Linked DNA regions of Mus musculus: region 2 is linked to region 1. The links are chromatin contacts, called in public promoter capture Hi-C maps. All regions are on one chromosome and are shown on one strand. The core of a region is the stretch at or near the end of the contact, and the rest is flanking DNA. Distances in the headings are between cores, read along the strand shown.

Evidence for each region. Promoter capture Hi-C pulls out the DNA fragments that hold promoters and counts their contacts.
Region 2: a promoter capture Hi-C map of liver shows a contact between it and region 1, with 3 times the contacts expected there. The contact joins the promoter of Gse1 here to the promoter of Klhl36 in region 1. A contact is called at or near these places in 2 of 39 promoter capture datasets (both in liver) and 1 of 115 datasets of contacts at active chromatin or transcription factors (pancreatic cancer cells).

What each region holds. Positions count from the first base shown.
Region 1 is chr8:119,860,208-119,864,756 of GRCm38.p6, reverse strand. Klhl36 (kelch-like 36) reads right to left here and starts at 2,452. Exons shown (of 5, transcript NM_146219.1): 1 at 2,310-2,452.
Region 2 is chr8:120,534,817-120,539,124 of GRCm38.p6, reverse strand. Gse1 (genetic suppressor element 1, coiled-coil protein) reads right to left here and starts at 1,716. Exons shown (of 16, transcript NM_001145896.1): 1 at 1,563-1,716. The coding sequence starts at 1,569. It overlaps 1700016A09Rik (RIKEN cDNA 1700016A09 gene), which reads left to right and starts at 1,399. Exons shown (of 1, transcript NR_151732.1): 1 at 1,399-2,233. Mir7687 (microRNA 7687) reads right to left here and starts at 429; the gene lies at 371-429.

The DNA of each region.
Region 1 (4,549 bases), core at 1,203-3,702:
TAAAAGGTGTCTCAAGACCTGGTACACAGGAGAGCACACAGTACAGTCTAGATTTTTCTGTTTGTTTGCTTGAAACAGGGTTTCTCTGTACAGTTCTGGCTATCCTGGAACTTGCTCTGTAGACAAGAGCTGACTTTGAACTCACTAGAGATCTATCTGCCTCAGTCTCCCGAGTGCTGAGATCAAAAATGTGCAAACACCACCAGACTTAAGTTGTTTTATTTGGGGACTGTGGGGCAGGAGACAGCCCAGTTGCTTTTTTTTAAGACCTTAGGTATCTGTAGGGGTATCAGAGTTTCTGGAACTCTGAGCCCATTTTACAGCCTTGGCTGGGGGCAGGGAGCAACCTCCTTTACTTATATTTAATTCATCAAAGTCTGGACACATCACAGCGTCTAGTCTGTGTCTCGTGTTCATGTTTTCTCCCTTAAATTAAATTTAATTTGTTTATTTTGTAAAAGCCTGGGAGAGTTCAGGTTTTTTGTTTGTTGGTTGGTTGGTTTGTTTTTTTCTCCCCATCTTTCTGGACCCAGGGATTGAACTCAAGTCGTTGAGCTTGGTGGCAAACACCTTCATCCACTAAGCCATCTCAGTGGCCGAACACACCCACCTTTTGATGTTTAATCTAAAGTCTACCTTTTGGCTATGGCAGAGTTTTCGTGACAGTCATCATTGTGGAGTCTGGATTGCAGTGTGGATCCAAGCTAAGGGACTTCCTTGGCTGTCTCAATTCCTCCCACACATGGGAGGGTAATGACAACGGTCCTACTTTATAGATGAGGACATTTCACATTGTCATAACACTAGTTAATGACACCAAACCTGGGCCCTTCACCTCTGCAGGAGACAAGGCCCAGATATGACCAGTGTTACACTTTCAGGTTCTCAGGAGGAAGTGGAGGGTGAGAGACAGTTGTGATTAATGAGTACCAACTCTGTTCTGGGCGTCATCCCCGGGGGCTTCTACGAGCCTTCATTAATTTTCTCCCATTTAACTCCACGAGACTATCCCCATCCTGTCCTTGATTCACAACTCAAGAGGTCACAACGGTGTGTGTGTGTGTGTGTGTGTGTGTGTGTGTGTAAAACAGCCCAGCCCACACAGCATCCAACAGTCGGAGGATGTTCAGGGCCTCCGGTTCCTCTGCGCCCACAGCTGTACTGTCTGGTCATAGGAGGGAGGAATCCACAAGGAGAAACCTCCCCTGAGGTCTGTGCTCTCACACAAACACGAGCAATACTGCTGTGCTGACCTTTCTGATCAAATCTATAGACCTGACACACGATGTCCCATAGTCTTTTAACTATGAGGCAGGCTTTGGAGGACTTGGAAGTCTAGGCGGACACTGGCAGGGGACACCCAGTTAGGAATAAACCTGTTGGGCTAAATTCAGAGAAATTCTGCTTATCCCTCTATCTTCTGGGGTGGGAGCTAACACCTGCAAGTCCCCTACTTACAACTCCCAAAGCCTCCCTCCTCCCAAAAGCCCCTCTCTTTCTAGAAGGCTGGAAAGTGCAGCCTCTCGCTTGTTTCATTAACAGCCCGTGGAGAAGAGTCTGTCTTTTCCTGTCTCAATTCTTTACCCCCTTTTCCTTATAAAACCAACATGGGCTGGAGCTACAAGACAAATTCCCCCCCCCTCCCAGTTCTGCTGAACCCACACGAAGAATCATTTTGTTTCCTACTGAACAAAGAGTCTCTGCTAAAGATAAGTCAGCTGGTTCTGAGATAAATGGGGAGAGCGAGGGGGCTCCAGTGTTCCCATGGAGGAAGAAGTCCGGACATTCCATCCTGTTCCGCTCTCTCTGGGAAAGAAGACACAACTGAATCTTTTCCAGAAAACTAGTAACTTTGTGACTAAGCTGTATCCAGGCAGGAACTCTCCCAGCTGCTGGGGGCCCAGAGAGAAAGGTACCAATCAGCATCTAATTACTGCATACCCCTGATTCTCCCGGTTCACCTTGGCGGTGTGAGAATGGGCACCACTGTTCCCACAGGGCTAAAATCGCACCGTGGGTGGGCAGGTGGCCGAGGGGCCCACCCAAGGTCACAGACAGGAAAACATAGATACCCTCTCTGCCCATCTACTTAGGGCGGCCAGCCAGGTCTCTAGTTCCTCACTGTCTGGAAGCTTTCTTTTCTAGGCCAAGGAATCTAGAGAGAGTTCTCCAGTGCCAGGCTCGCCTTAGTCTCCCGGACCATGTCTGTGGCGCCTAGCTGCGTGCAAGCAGGTGTGGTGAAGGTGCAGAGCCAGAGCCCCCCCACCCGGGATCCCCGGGAGCCAGCACGGAGCCCAGGCGGCACTCACCGTCCCGCGTCCCGCCCCGAAGGTGCTGAGGCGCCGAGGGAGGCGTGGGCCGCACCTGTGCACCCGCGAGCCCGGATCGCGCCCGCTTGCGAGCCGCTACCAGAGCAGCGCACACTGCGGGGCTACCGGGCCCGCCCGAAGCGCAGCCATCCCTCTGCAAGGAAGTGCGAGCCTACACTGTCAATGGCGGCTGGGGGGCGGGGCCGGCAGGCGGGCGAAAGGCGGGGTCTGCAGGATAAGGGGCGGAGCCTCGCCTGAGGGGCAGGCCTGTGAAGGCGGAGTGCAGCTTCAGAGGCGGGGCCTGAGGAGGCGGGAGGCAGGAGGTGTAGCCTTAGGGGCGGGGTCTGTGGATGGGAAGGAGCTGAGCTGGTCAAGATCTGTAAGAGACACCCAGGGTCCCTTACTATTGATGGTGCCTGGCTGTCCCCTAAGTAGGTCAGGCATGCGCCGCAGAAGCTTGCTGGCGCCCACGTCCCAGGCTCCAGGATATGAGGTGGCTCCGTGGGACAAACCTCAGGGTGGGTCGGGAACTCCGGGAAGGCTGTATCCTCCTCATCTTCCCTTGGCTTCTGCTCACTGATTCTGTCAAGAGGCCTTTGTTGACTACTCTGCTAACAGCCACACCCCCTACACTCTGGCCCGCTTTCTGCTTTCTCCATACCTTTATCCCAGTCTATTATTATTACTTGCCCCCCCCCCCCCAAGCTCAGGAGATTAAACCCAGAGCCTCAACCACCACTCCCCTCAACTTTGACCAAGTCGATTCAAAATATTTTAAATAATTCTTTCCTTTTTCTTCCCTCCCTCTCCTCTGCCTGTCTGTTTCTCTGTCTCTGTCTCACTCTCTCGTTCTCTCACTCTCTAGAGCTTTTGCGGCTCTCTTTTTCTCTGTCTCTTTCTTCTCCACTCGAAGCTGTCCAACAAACGTTACAATCCTTGCTGGGCTTTTATGGCAGGTACATACCCTCTCAGTAAACATCTGTTGATCTTAGATCATTGTTAATTCATCTAATAGTTATCAAACGTCACTCATAGCCTGGAAGAACCTTGAAGAGGTTCCTCTACGTGAAAGAATCTAGACACGAAGGACACTCCCAGCTGCATTTGGTGGCACACAGCTGTCATCTCAGCTCTTGGGAGGCTGAAGCAGGAAGATAAAGAGTTCAAGGCCAGCCTGGGCTTCACAGAGAGACGTCTCAGAAAAGCAAACCACTTGAAAACGAAATGCATAAGTAAAACGTTCAAACAGGAAAGCGGGAGAGCCAAGAAGCATGGTAGAGGATGCCAGGGGTGAGGGGGTTGGGACCGTTAACAAAGGAAAATTAGGGACTTTTGGGGGAAGATGATAAAAAAGTTTTGAAATGAGAATATTGTTAGTTGTATACCATGAGAGTATACATTTATGCCTATTATCTATTAAATTTACCTAGAATTTTTAAGAATTTTAAGGTAGATTAAACAGTTCTACTGTTGCTTCAGCTTATTGTCATAGACAGCCTAACATAAGCTATTTTAATAACGTGTACCTTCATATTAGTACCTGAGGTGTTGGGTTTGGAAAGCCAAACTAGAAGATGCACAGCCCTGAGGTGGGGGGCTGTAGTTAAGCCTTGGACCAACCTGGGAATCCACAGGTGACCTTGACCTGTAAAGCTAGCCTGGCCTCCTCCTGTCTCCCTAGGAACGTGGGGTGAACTGATCCCACTTGCTGCCTTTCCATAGCATTCATTCTGTTTCAGTTACAAAAGCAGTGAATGATGGCAAACCACACTGGATTGCACCTGCAATCCTAGCACTCAGGAGGCAGAGGCAGGCGGATCACCATAAATCTGAGGTAGGGCCTTGCTTTGTGGCCAGGGTTGGCTGGAATTCTTGGTCCTCCTGTCTCAGCCTCCTAAAGTCTGGGATTATATCATCTCTAAACAACAACAACAACAATAACAGCAATACTAATAATAATGCCATTGCTGGTTATGATGTGCGGGTTACAACCCTGCACCTTACTATGCCCTAAACATTGCTTTAAGCTCTGCCCACACAGGAAATCTTTCCATCTCCTTGACCCTGGGAGGAAGCCACTCTTCCGTTCCTGTTTACAGATTCTCGGAAAGTGAGGCCGGGAGAAGGAAAGTCCCTGAGATATCTCACCTCTCAGAAGCTGATCTCTGGGGCTGGAGAGGTGGCTCGGCGATTTAGAGCACTGACTGCTCTTCCAGAGGTCCTGAGTCCCAGCAACCACA
Region 2 (4,308 bases), core at 467-2,966, 680 kb before region 1:
GCCTCCCACCTCCTTTCCGAAGGCGTGGCTGACCCCGGGTCTCTGGCTGGCTGCTCACCAGCGCCCCCTCCCCCCAAGCCTCCTCCGCTCCAGCTGCCAAACCAGGCGACAAAAGCCAACCTTGTACCAAGCCATCAAGGCGCACACACACACACACACACACACACACACACACACACACACACCCCAGGAGGTGGTCAGGCGTGACCCGGTGGCTGTGAGAAGTGTTGAGCAAGCGGCTTCGGCACAGCGAGCCCCATCGAGGGAGGCTGCCAGCAACCCTGTTCCGGTCCACCCGGTGGGGCGTGACACCCAGCATAGCAGATGACACACGCTGCCAGTCGGAGCCTGTGCCCCGGCCCCCCTCACCTGTGGCGGGGCGACTGAGTGGCTGAGTCAGACACAGCCTGCGCCTCAGGTTCCCCGCCTGCGGGTGGGGGCGGCTGTAAACACAGGCTAAGCAACACTTAAGTAGCCAAGCTTAAGTAACACGGACGCCCAGGGAAGGCTGCTCGCCAGGGGGGCCTTGTCTTCCTCGGGAAGAGGGGGTAAACCAGTCTCAGACTGAGACACTGCCAAGCGGCCAGCCAAGACCTCCTGCCTCTTTGTCCCCCAGTGCTGGGAATCGGCTTAGGCCCGATGCTCCCTCCTAGAGCGAGGCTGCGCCTTTTGTTCCGGTCCTCTTTACAAAAGGATCTTGTATTTTGGTTTGTTTTTTTCCCCCCTTCCATTTGGTGGTCTCGCTTGTTTTCAAACCCCAACCTGTGTGGGCCCCAACCGCGACAGATAAGGCACCGCAGGGGTCTAGTAAGGGTTTAGAGTGCTTTAAATGCATGGAAGACAAAGGCTGGTTTGCACCAAACCGACCCAACTCGAGCTGGCACCCCCACCACGGGTGGCAGGTGCGCGGGGGCGCCCCTTGCTCGCTCCCGGCTCCGATGCCCAGACCTGCGGCCCCAAGCCTGCTCCTCGCAGTCCTATTCGGCCCCCGCCACCTCCCGGCGCTCGGAGAGGCGGGCAGCGGGGAGGGCAGCCCAGCTCCCGCTCCGCCTCCAAGAAGGGAATTTAATTAGCCTGCCGGAGAGGCGGCGGGCGACGAGGTGTCTCTGGTGCTGCAATATAATTGAATCGGCTCCACTCGGGCGGGCCACTCGCCGTCAGCGCGGCCGCGGGGGGCGGGGAGGCGCATCCAGGCGGAGCGGGAAGGGCTGGGCGGGGGGTTCGGAGGCCCCTTGGACTGCCACCCCAGGTAAAGCACCCCCCCCCCCATCCAACCACCTGCCTGGGCGCCCCCGCCCCATCCAAAGTTTTGCTACAACCCCGAGCCCCGGAGCCGCCCCCGCGCACTTCCCCGCGCACTTCCGCGGCAGCAGAGCCGGCTGAGCCCAGCGCGCGCGCGCGCAGCCGCGAGTGTGGCTTCAGGTCGGCCGCGCGCCCCGCGCTTCTCGTCCCTCACACCCGCGGGACCTGGCACCGGCCGTTGGCGCCCCTCCCGAGCCCACAAACTTGGGGAGAGGAAGAACGAGGGAACCCCCGCCACCATCCCCCACCCGCGCGCTCACCTTTCATGCCAGGGCCCCGCTGCTCCACCGCTCCTGACACATGCCGGAGCCACCGTCGCCCGGGTTTGTCTGAACTGCTTATCTCACCCGGGGCTGTGCGGCGGCGGCTCCGCCGCTCGGGGAGGTGGAGCTTCCGGGGCCTGGGCCAAGAAACACCTGCTGCTGTCGCCGCTGAGGACACACCCAAGCGCAACGCCGCCCACTCCCCGGCCCCGGCTCGCTCCCGGCGCCCTGACCTCAGCCGGCGGGAGGTGTCGGGTTTCAGCCGCAAGCGCACGCGCGCGCACCGACAGACCGCCCGGAGCACCCAGCGCGGTCACAACCCGCCGGGTAGGTGCCGCCCCCCGCGCTCCTGGCGACCCTGGCTGTCCGGACAGTCCAGGGGGATCTCTCAGAGGCCTCGCGGGCCACTCATCTCCAAGAGTAGGGAGGAGTGGCTTACAACACGCCTGCCATATCCGAGCCTCATAGCCGCCTCCCCAAGCGCCTGGAACAGTGCCTGGCACCTGGCCACCCACTAAGAGAGGGGAGGGATAGGCCTTTCCTTGTGCTGAGTGGAGGGGACCACACAATATAGGCCGTTGGCCTCTCTCGATCTCCAAGATGCCTGATCTATTACCACAACTTTAAAGGACTTAATGTTAAGAGCTCGGGCCACGAGCCTCTGTCCCAAAGTTTTGCAAAGTCTCCATCTCGCTTTAAGGAATTTTTGAGAAGGCCAAACGGCGGGGGCTCTAGTTCTTTAAAGAGCCCATGTTCGAGAAGTCCACGGAGGCGCCGCTGCGCCAGGGGCATCATTAAGTAGCTGGGGTTGCGGTCAGAGGCGAGGCCGCCGCCTCCAGAAACTGGCACAACCCACCGCGCCACCGGCCCCAGCGCACCGCCTTCCCACTCTTGGCACCCCCACCCACCCTACCTCACCCAGGCACTTCACGGGGATGACTCAGGGAGCGTCCTGAAATTCCTCGGCACCCACAGGCGGCGCGGAGAGGGACTGTGGGCCCCAGCGTCCCCGCCCACAACGCGACCGATCCCTAGAAACACCCCCTTCCCGCCACCCGGGAAGCGCGAGGTTACAGCGCGAGCCAGGCAGCCGGGGACCCTCGGCCGGACCCAGCGCGCAGAGAGCAGCCATCGAGGTGGCAAGGTCGTCGCGAGGTCCCGGGGTCTCCCCCGCCCGGCCTTTCTACACAGCTCTCTTAATGATCCTCCACTTTCAGACTTTCAAGCCCGGAGGCCACCGCACCGGGGGGGTTGGGGGGGGAACCTCAGCGCCGCTGCGGGTCTCAACTTTCCACCGCGGTGCCAGCCCCAAACCTGCCCCGGGACATGCCCGCGCAGTGCTCCGCAGGCGCGCGCTGCCTCCCCCGCCTTCCTCCCTCCCGCGCCAGCCGGGACAGCGCCGGGAGCGAGCGCGGGCGCCAGCACCCCCCGTCCATCTGTTCCCGATGACGCCGGCGGCGGGCAGCGCTCGGGGCCCGCGCCAGCAGAAGCCGCCGATGCCGCGGGGCGGGGGCGCACGCCGGGCCAGTCTTGCACAAGCCCCTGGCCGACCACAAACGACAAGGGAAACGGGCGGGCGAGGGAGGGCGGAGTTGCTGCTCCTACCTGCGGCCACCGGGTCCCTGGCCCCACACACGCGCTGCGCGGCCTTTGGTCCACGCGTTAGTTCGCGTCGCCCGGGGCAGCGTGGCCTCCGCAAGTTTACGACGCTGGAGACCAGGAGGATGCGCCGGGCTCCCCAGGAGTGGGGGCGGGGAGAGGCGCCTTTACCCGTCGGGAATCGCACGCGGGAGGGGGGAGGGGGGACAGGGAGGTGTCAGGAGAAACAACTGGCCTCGAGCCGTAAAAACAAAATGAAAAACCTCCCGGGCTGGTCCAACCCCTTTCCCACCTGGATTACTGGCTTGGGGGGGTGGGGAGGGGACAACATGTAAATGAGCAGCTCGCACCTGGCCGCGCTGCCTGCGGGCCAGGTTCCCCAGGTAACAACACCAGGCTCTTCCTCCAAATCTTGTCGCACCTTTCTCCCTAGGGTATCTAGAAGGCCAAGTTCAGTCACCTGTTTGGTGAGAACTAGGCAGGCCATCCTATAAATTTGTGGGTGACCACTATGAGCTACCACCTGTTTTGCTTTTTTTTTTTTTTTTAAGAAGCTGGCTGCTCTCCCCCACCCCACCCCAATACAAGGCAGCTCCGCTGAAACCGTACCCCCAACCGGGGTTTCAAATGAGGTACCTGCCCAGAAAGTAGTCAAGGTTGCAAGCCTGCAGGTGAGCCAGGCATCCTCCCCCAGCTTCTCAAACCAGGAGTCTGGTCTCCATCCAGCCCCAGACTGTCCAAGGTAGCAAGAGGGTGACAGACACCCACGATGGCCACAGGGGGACAGCAGTGAGCCAGCTATGTGCACTCAGGCCAGAAAAGGCTGGCAGTCACCAGGAGATGGATGGTCCTCACTGTCCCTACACCCTGCCCCAGGAAATCAGTAATCCTGAGCAGGGCCTTTGAGTTTAAGGGTGGGAATTGCTCTCTAGCCGCCATGTGGCTGGCCCCTTGTTAACGAGATGTACCCTGTATGGATGGACTGCTAATTCCCGACTCCGAGGCTAAAAGCTAACCTCCCTCTAGTTGCCGCCCCCTCCTCCTTTTTCTCCTCCCCCTCCTCCTCGCAGCTGCTGGCTCCCACCCCACCAGCAAGCTATACAAGCCTTTGCTCTCTGGGTCCTTTCCCTCAGTTCCATTTGTT